Linked DNA regions of Oryctolagus cuniculus: region 2 is linked to region 1. The links are chromatin contacts, called in public Micro-C maps. All regions are on one chromosome and are shown on one strand. The core of a region is the stretch at or near the end of the contact, and the rest is flanking DNA. Distances in the headings are between cores, read along the strand shown. Region 1 has its middle 110 kb from the start of SPRY4. Region 2 overlaps LOC138850171 (a long non-coding RNA gene).

The links. A called contact is a pair of places that touch in the nucleus more often than the background predicts.
Region 2: a Micro-C map of ear pinna shows a contact between it and region 1, with 1.8 times the contacts expected there. The contact joins two enhancer-like sites. A contact is called at or near these places in 2 of 6 Hi-C or Micro-C datasets (ear pinna and psoas muscle).

Annotation. Positions count from the first base shown.
Region 1 is chr6:29,937,437-29,941,077 of mOryCun1.1, forward strand. No RefSeq gene overlaps it. Among named protein-coding and RNA genes, the nearest start is that of SPRY4, 110 kb to the left of the region's middle. Within about 2 kb of position 2,080, at least 4 of the 8 cell types and tissues checked have an H3K27ac peak or open chromatin away from gene starts, as enhancers often do. A contact at or near this core is called in ear pinna, where this site is marked.
Region 2 is chr6:30,040,821-30,044,460 of mOryCun1.1, forward strand. The region is part of intron 1 of LOC138850171 (a long non-coding RNA gene); the gene reads left to right. Among named protein-coding and RNA genes, the nearest start is that of FGF1, 65 kb to the right of the region's middle. Within about 2 kb of position 1,716, at least 4 of the 8 cell types and tissues checked have an H3K27ac peak or open chromatin away from gene starts, as enhancers often do. A contact at or near this core is called in ear pinna, where this site is marked.

The DNA.
Region 1 (3,641 bases), core at 830-3,329:
TACCTTCCTGGGCCACAGCAGAGAGCTGGACTGGAAGAGGAGCAGCCGGGACTAGAACCCGGTGCCCATATGGAATGCGGGCATTGCAGGTGGAGGATTAGCAAAGTAAGCCACGACGCCAGCCCCCCATAATATACTTTTAAAAATGTTTATTTGTTTATTTTTACTTATTTGAAAGGCAGAGCAACACACAGGGAGAGATCTTCTATCCCTGGTTTACTCTCAAAATGCCTGCAGTGGCTGGGACTGGGCCAGGCTGAAGCCAGGAGCTGGGAACTCCATCCCAGGGACCAAGTACTTGGATGATCTCACACTGCCTTCCCTGGCATATTAGTAAGGAGCTGGGTCTGAAGCGGGGTAGCCAGGACTCACCCTGGAGCTCTCACATGGGGTACAGGTGTCTCGAGTGACAGCTTAGCCTGCTGTTCTGCAGTGCTTGCCCTGGCACACAGACATTTTTTTAAAACATGGGTTTGATGTTGAAGTTTAAACACTAGAAGATTTTGGGGTAGGTTGGGATGCCTGCATCCCAAGTTGGAATGCCGGTTTAGCTCCTGGAAACTCTACTACCAACCTGGCTTCCTGTTAATACTCTTGGGAGGCAGTAGGTGATGGCCCAAGTACTTGAGTCCCTGCCACCCACATAGGAAAGCTGGATACGTTCTAGGCTCCTGGGTTTGGCTTATTGTAGGCATTTGGGGAGTGAATCAGCTGATGGAAGATCTGTCTCTGTAACTTGACCTTTCAAATAAATAATAAACGAATGCATCTTTTTTTTTTTTTTTAAATGTGCATGTTAGGACTGGCTTGTGGGTTTTCTTTGCCCAAGCATTTCTAGTTGGTGGTGCCTGGGCCGGGGCAGGTGGCTCATCTGAATGCCCCATGTCTTTGGTTGGCAGAACACAGGCAAAGCAGTGTACAGGAGGCCAGGAGTCACGTTCCCCCAGGAAGAGCTGCAGGGCTGGGGGAGGCTGGGGGGTGGGCTTTGGCCCAGAAAGGCCCAGAGTGGGACCCGGGAATGGCTTCATCACTCCGAGGCCTTGCTGAGCCTCAGCTTTCCAGTGGGTGAAATCAAGGTTTTAGCAGAAGGCTGAAACAGCCCTGGCTTCTCTCTGGAAAAGCCCACCACAGAGAATGGGAGCTCCGATGTAAGAGGGGACGGTGGAGAGAGACATGCTCTGTGGGACAGAGCCTGCGTCACTGATGGTCCAGGTGCCCTGCATGGGCTCCAGGCTGTCTGTGCATGCAGCAGGCTCACCTTCAACATGCTGGAGCCAAACTTGTCCCAGCCAGGAGTCTTCCTGAGTTAAATAGCCCCGTGCTCCCAGTCGGGCCCGTCTGCAGCTCAGCATTCTCCCTGGAGCCCTAGGCGTTACTGGGGTCCTGTCCCACCTCTCTCTTCCCTCGTCTTTATTTCTCCTGCCCCGTCCCTCCTGGACCCCCAAGTTACCCACTGTCTTTCCCTGGATTAGGGCCATAGTTTCCATGCCACCAGCCCTCTTCCTCCTCATCACCCAACCCGTCTCCAGACGCCACAGCAGCGCTGCCTTCCTTACGCCTGTTACTGGCGGCTTCCCAGCCTGGCCAGGGCGAGCTCCCTACACCATGCCCTCTGCACTCCATGCCCTTGCTCCCCCACCACCCTCTCCAACCTCACCTGCTTCCCCCACTCTGCACACCCTGATCCCTGTGGCTTTCCTGTTGTCTCTCCAATTTGCCATCTTCTTTCTGTGCAGGGTCTGTGGCCCCTCTCTTCATCCTGCCAGCCCTCATCCATCCGTCGGTGTCTGCCTCAGAGAAACCTCCCCTTGTCCCCTCCTGTTCTGCTCCTGTCGCGCCCTAGAGTCCTCCTGGGAGTCGTCAATGATTGGAACATAAACTTGTGTGTCTCTGCCTCTCCTGTGAGGCCAAAGCTGTGGAAAGGCAGGGCTGTGTGTGGCTGTTCTGTGCGTCTCACGTGTTTAACCCGTGGGCATCGCGTGCGTCTGTGGTGCCACCTTAGAAGTCCTGCCGTACTTTGCGGAGCTGTGGGATGCGGGGCCGCCAGCCTCCCGAGCTTGGCAAGTACGGGTGGTGATGGTGTCGGCGTCAGCAGCCCCACGCTGTGGGCTCCAGGGGAAGCACCAGGGTGCACAGCTTCATGCCCGGCCCCGAGCGCATGCTCGTTAGATGAGCTTGCTGTTAGCAGTATCAGTCTAGTAGTGCTTCTGGCACAAAGTAGAAGGACTCATTTTTGTGGTCATACTTTTGGGCCATTCGCATTAGAACCCCCTGTGGTCCATCCTGTGCTAACCTTGGCATTGATTAGTGGTGAAGAAAGAGAAGAAACGGATCAAGTAGAGAGACCCTCAGTCCAGTCTTTCTTTGGCCTTTGGCCTGGCTTCAGGCCTTCCTCGTTGGGTCTGAGCTGCCTTGGGAATAAAGAATAAGCAAGCTGACTGACTTGTGTGCCTCGTGAGGCCAGGGCCAGCAGGGCCAGCATTTGAACCATGTCATCTGTTTTCAAGGCAACCGCTCCACTGCTGCGTTGCTGAAGATCTCACATCCCCAAATTTTGGCTTTGGGAGATGCTGTGGGCAGGGAGAGAAAGGCAGAAGCGGGAAGGAAATGTTGCAGATTTATTTTCCTAATTTTACTTGGCTTAGGCTACTATTGAAATTATTTTGAGCACTTCACTGACAGAGGCGGAAGAGAGAACCCAATTCGATATTAAATATTTGCAATGGAAAATTCACAAAGTCTTTTTGAATGGAAGATATTTCCGAGAAATTCCCGTGGGACTCGTCCAGCCAGTTGTTCCCTCTGCAGCATGCTTCCTGTGGTTGCTTCACTGTTCTCAGAAAGGAACATTCCTGACTTTGAAGTCCTGGGGTTATGCCGGGCGAGCTGCTGAACTGTGTCTTGGTTCCCCTGGCAGGGGATGAATAAAGGGGAGAGGGTTGCGCATTGCACTTAGTTGCGTGAGTTGCAGATCTGTAATTTATGAAAGTGACATTGTGCCAGGCGCCTCCAGCTGGGGGTGGGCTGCAGCAGAGCCGTTACGGTCGGAGAAGCTGACGCTGAGAGAGCCTTTGCTGTGTGCCACGCTGGACGCTGAGCCCTCGACGTGCCCTGATGCTTGCAATCTGGAAAGCTACCCCTGGTTATGGTCCCATGGGTCCTTATGAATGGACTAAGCTGCTGGGGGTCGGGGGGTAAATTCTGGGCCCTGTTGGCAGTGACAGAGCTGGGATGCGAAACCAGGACTGTTGGACTCCTACATCTCATGCCCTATATCAGTGCGCCCACCCTTTGCGATCCTCGTGCCAGCGCTGTGGCCGGGTGATGGAGGAGCTGGCGGTCACATCCAGACCGCCGGCCATGGGGAGCCAGAATTCCCGGTGAGGAGGTGGCGTCTCCTCGGGACTCGACTGCCTGCCCCCTGCTGCGGTGCTGGGCTGGTCTGGGGCTGGTCTGGGGCTGGCGTCCATCCGAGCAGATAAGGAAGGAGAAGGCTCCTCAGGCCCATGCTGCACAGAAGGTGGGGAGCAGCACCACAGCTTCCTTGCCCTCTTCAAGGCCATGTACCTTGACTTGTGGCAGCTCTGCTGGAGTCTGGCTCCCCACCCAGAACTCCAGGAAGGCCTTGCAAGCCGCGTGCA
Region 2 (3,640 bases), core at 466-2,965, 100 kb after region 1:
TAAAACAGACATGCTTCATCCTGCCCAGAGCAGGGGCCCAGGATGGGGACTCGCAAAGCCAAGTCCCAGCCGGGGAAATTAAGCTGCAAGCGCTCAACGCCTGAAAAATATTGACTGTTTCTTTTTTAAGCTAATATTCCAAATTTCTTATGAAAGTCAACGTAGACATCCAGGACACAGGAAACAAGGCGAGAGGCCGCAGCCAGCTGCCTCAGAGGACCCGGGACACTTTCTTAATAACATCCAGATGGTTCCACAGAAATTGTTAACATCTTGAAAAAAAAAGTCAGCTGCAGGAGAAATGAGATTCAAGTGGTTTAGGAAGGACGGCCCGGAGGAGAGTCCCTGTGGACTGGGGGGTGGGGGGGTGGAATGACTGCTTCCTAGGGCGGACGGCGGCTGGAACCCAGCAGGTCTTCTGTTGGACGTGGGGCGTGCTGAGGCTTCCTCCCCAGAACTGGCCGTTCACTAGACCCTGGTGTGCTGTAGCTGTGTGTCCGTGGTGCGGATTCTTTGTTAGTAGAGGGGACTGATGACCTTCCCATCTCCAGTCTCTGGTACACTCTATACAACAGGGTTCAGGACCATTGGGTTTTAATGGCCCATGGCAATATTTAACCCTAAAAAAAAACTATTACAGCTATAGTGTGTTTGTAACCATACATACATCTCTTATACTGCAATATATCTATTTTCCAACATAAGAAAATAAACTCACAAAATTTCAATTGGAAAATATCTCCTTCTGTGCCTGCAGCAGCTAACATGGTGTCAGCTCAATCAGTTCTTAACGTGAGTGTTCATTAAAAGCTTTGTTTCATTTGAAAGCCATCTGTATGTTAGATTTTCTCATTTCCCAAGAATTGTTTAGACATCAGTTCCGCAGAGCCAAATAAATTTTGAAAAGCAAAATTTTAAAATTTTTACATAATTTTGCTGGGGAAGGAAGGGTCTCTCTTGGCCGTGGGCTGGGAGAGCTGTGTCATTTTTTGCATCAGGTGGGGACCAGAGGGAGCCCTCCCGATGAGGAGGCCCAGGGCCTGGGGAGGCCTTGTTGCTGTTCATCTTTTCCCAAGGGCTTTGCTCCTCTCCTCTGGGTTGCCTTCCTCAAGGCAGAGGAGAGGACTTGCTTGTGGAGTGCAAGTGTTTGCGTGGGAATCACTCGCCTGGAACCAGAAATGGGATCGGGGTAGGGGAGGACCAGATTCCAGGCCTGCTGAGCCTTCGGCAAGCGTCAGTTGGTTGCTCCCAGCAACACGTCTCTTCCTGGGCCACCTCAGTGCTCGTGGGGGGCTTCTCCTGCCACCCCCACCGCCGTAGGATTCAGCTCTGTCTGCCTGGGACAGCAGGAGGTGGGGCTGGGGAGGGCAGGATGGTCGGCCTCTCCCTTGCAGTTCTTCCTCAACCAGGAAGCAGGCAGGAGGGAAGCCTGTGCAGCAGGAAGACACACAACCTGGATTTTTCAATTTGGAACGCCTGGGGCATTGAGTCTGAAAAATCTGTGTGTGATTGGAAAAAAAAAAAAAATCACAAACCCTAATGCAGGAACCAGAACATTCTGCAGAAAAGCAACGTTACCAAAGCAGGAGCAGGCCAGGGAGTCCCCCCCGAGCTGGCTGCAGAGCGTTGGCCAGGTAAACGCATTAGATGAGGCCACGGCTTTCCTTGGGGAGAACGTTGACATTTCAGCTTTGGCTTCTTGGGATTCCGCTGGAGGACACTTCGGTGGAATGTAGTGACTGCTGACTGCTTCCTTCCTCCCCACGCTGAAATCCAGGCTATTACAATTCCAAATGGACACAGAGTTCTGCCAAGTGTATAGGAAACTGAAATGACAGTGTGGGTTCCCACCACCAGGGAGAGCAGAAGCTGAGAACGCGTCACATTTCCCTTGTGAGTCCCAAGTGTGTCTATTTTTATTCTAAAGGGTTCTGTGTTTTCATTCAGTTTTGTGAATGGAGGGATCCATATGGGATTGTCACTAAAATTGTCTACTCAAATAAAAGCGTGTGGCGCTTCAGCAGTGCCTAGAAACGCCCACAGAGATTTGAGGCTCGGCCGGAAAGAACTGCACACCCTGCTGTGGGAGATCCGGAGGAAGCTGTCTGAGGATTTCTCCTGGTGGCCTCTGGATGCGCTGCAAGGGGACACTGTCAGTGACCCGCGTCTGAGGGACACTGGACAAAGCATAGCTCATTGTTTTGGCGAAGCCATAAAGTAGCTGCTCTGAGTGCTTTGTATTAGCTTAATATCTCTGATATATATGTAAAATATAGTATAGTATATAATATATATAACGTACAGTTTTTATTTAAAATGGGGGGGGGGGAGAATGAGACTTGGAAGTCCCCATGCATAAAGCAAGTCATTTTTCTAAAAAGTTTATTTTTTATTTATTTGAAAGGCAGAATGACAGAAAGAAAGGGACAGGGACAGGGACAGGGGGAGAGAGAGAGAGAGAGAGAGGAAGAGAGGAAGAGAGGAAGATACTGGTTTTCCATCTAGCGGTTTACTCCCCAAATGACCCAAGAGTCAGGTCTGGGCCAGGCTGAAGCCAGAAGCCAGGAACTTCATTCTGTTCTGTTATGTGGGTGTCATAGACAAGAGTACTAGGGCCAGCTTATGCCTGTCTGGGTGCACATTAGCAGGGAGCTGGCAGGAAGTCGAGGCAGGACTCGATCCCACCCATTGCAATGTAGGATACAGGCATCTCAGCCAGCAGCTTAACCCACTGTGCCATAACACCAGCCCCAAACAGGTGCCTTTTCTTACTGATCCTCTTCAAAGGTAAGCTTTCTTGAAATACAGTGTTAACAGCTCTTTGGCATTATCTTGTTCAGGTGCTGAGTAGCTTATGTCGGGTATTTTGTCTCCAACTTCTTCAGATTCCACCTCACGAGCCCTTTGGGCTGGTGTTTGGCACAGTGCTTGAGACTTGGCTTGGGGACACCCCCGTCCAATCTCAGGGTGTCTGGGTTTGAGTTTTGCCTTGTGTTCCGAACAAGCTTCCTGCTAATGCACACCTAGGAGGTAGCAAGAGACGGCACAAGTGCTTGGTTCCCTGCCACCCACACATGAGAGACCCAGATGTTCTGGGCTCCTGGCTTCAGCCTGGCTCAGCCCTGGCTGTTGTGGGCATTTGGAGAGTGAATCAGCAAGTGGAAGATCTCTGTCTTTGTCTCAGTCTCTCTCTGCCTTTCAGATAAAATGAAAACACAAAAGCCAGGGTGCTCCCTTACCTTATTCCCATACCTCCAGGACTCGAGTAGTGCCTGAGACACAGTAGGTGCTCCCCTAATTCATCCAAGCAATTAAAGATGCCTCTCTCTTTTAAAATAAGTTAGTTATAAAACAATTATGTGGCTGGCGCCGTGGCTCACTAGGCTAATCCTCTGCCTTGCAGCACCGGCACACCGGGTTCTAGTTCTGGTTGGGGCGCCAGATTCTGTCCCGGTTGCCCCTCTTCCAGGCCAGCTCTCTGCTGTGGCCAGGGAGTGCAGTGGAGGATGGCCCAAGTGCTTGGGCCCTGCACCCCATGGGAGACCAGGAGAAGCACCTGGCTCCTGCCATCGGATCAGCGCGGTGCGCCGGCCGCAGCGCGCCAGCTGCGGCAGCCATTGGAGGGTGAACCAAAGGCAAA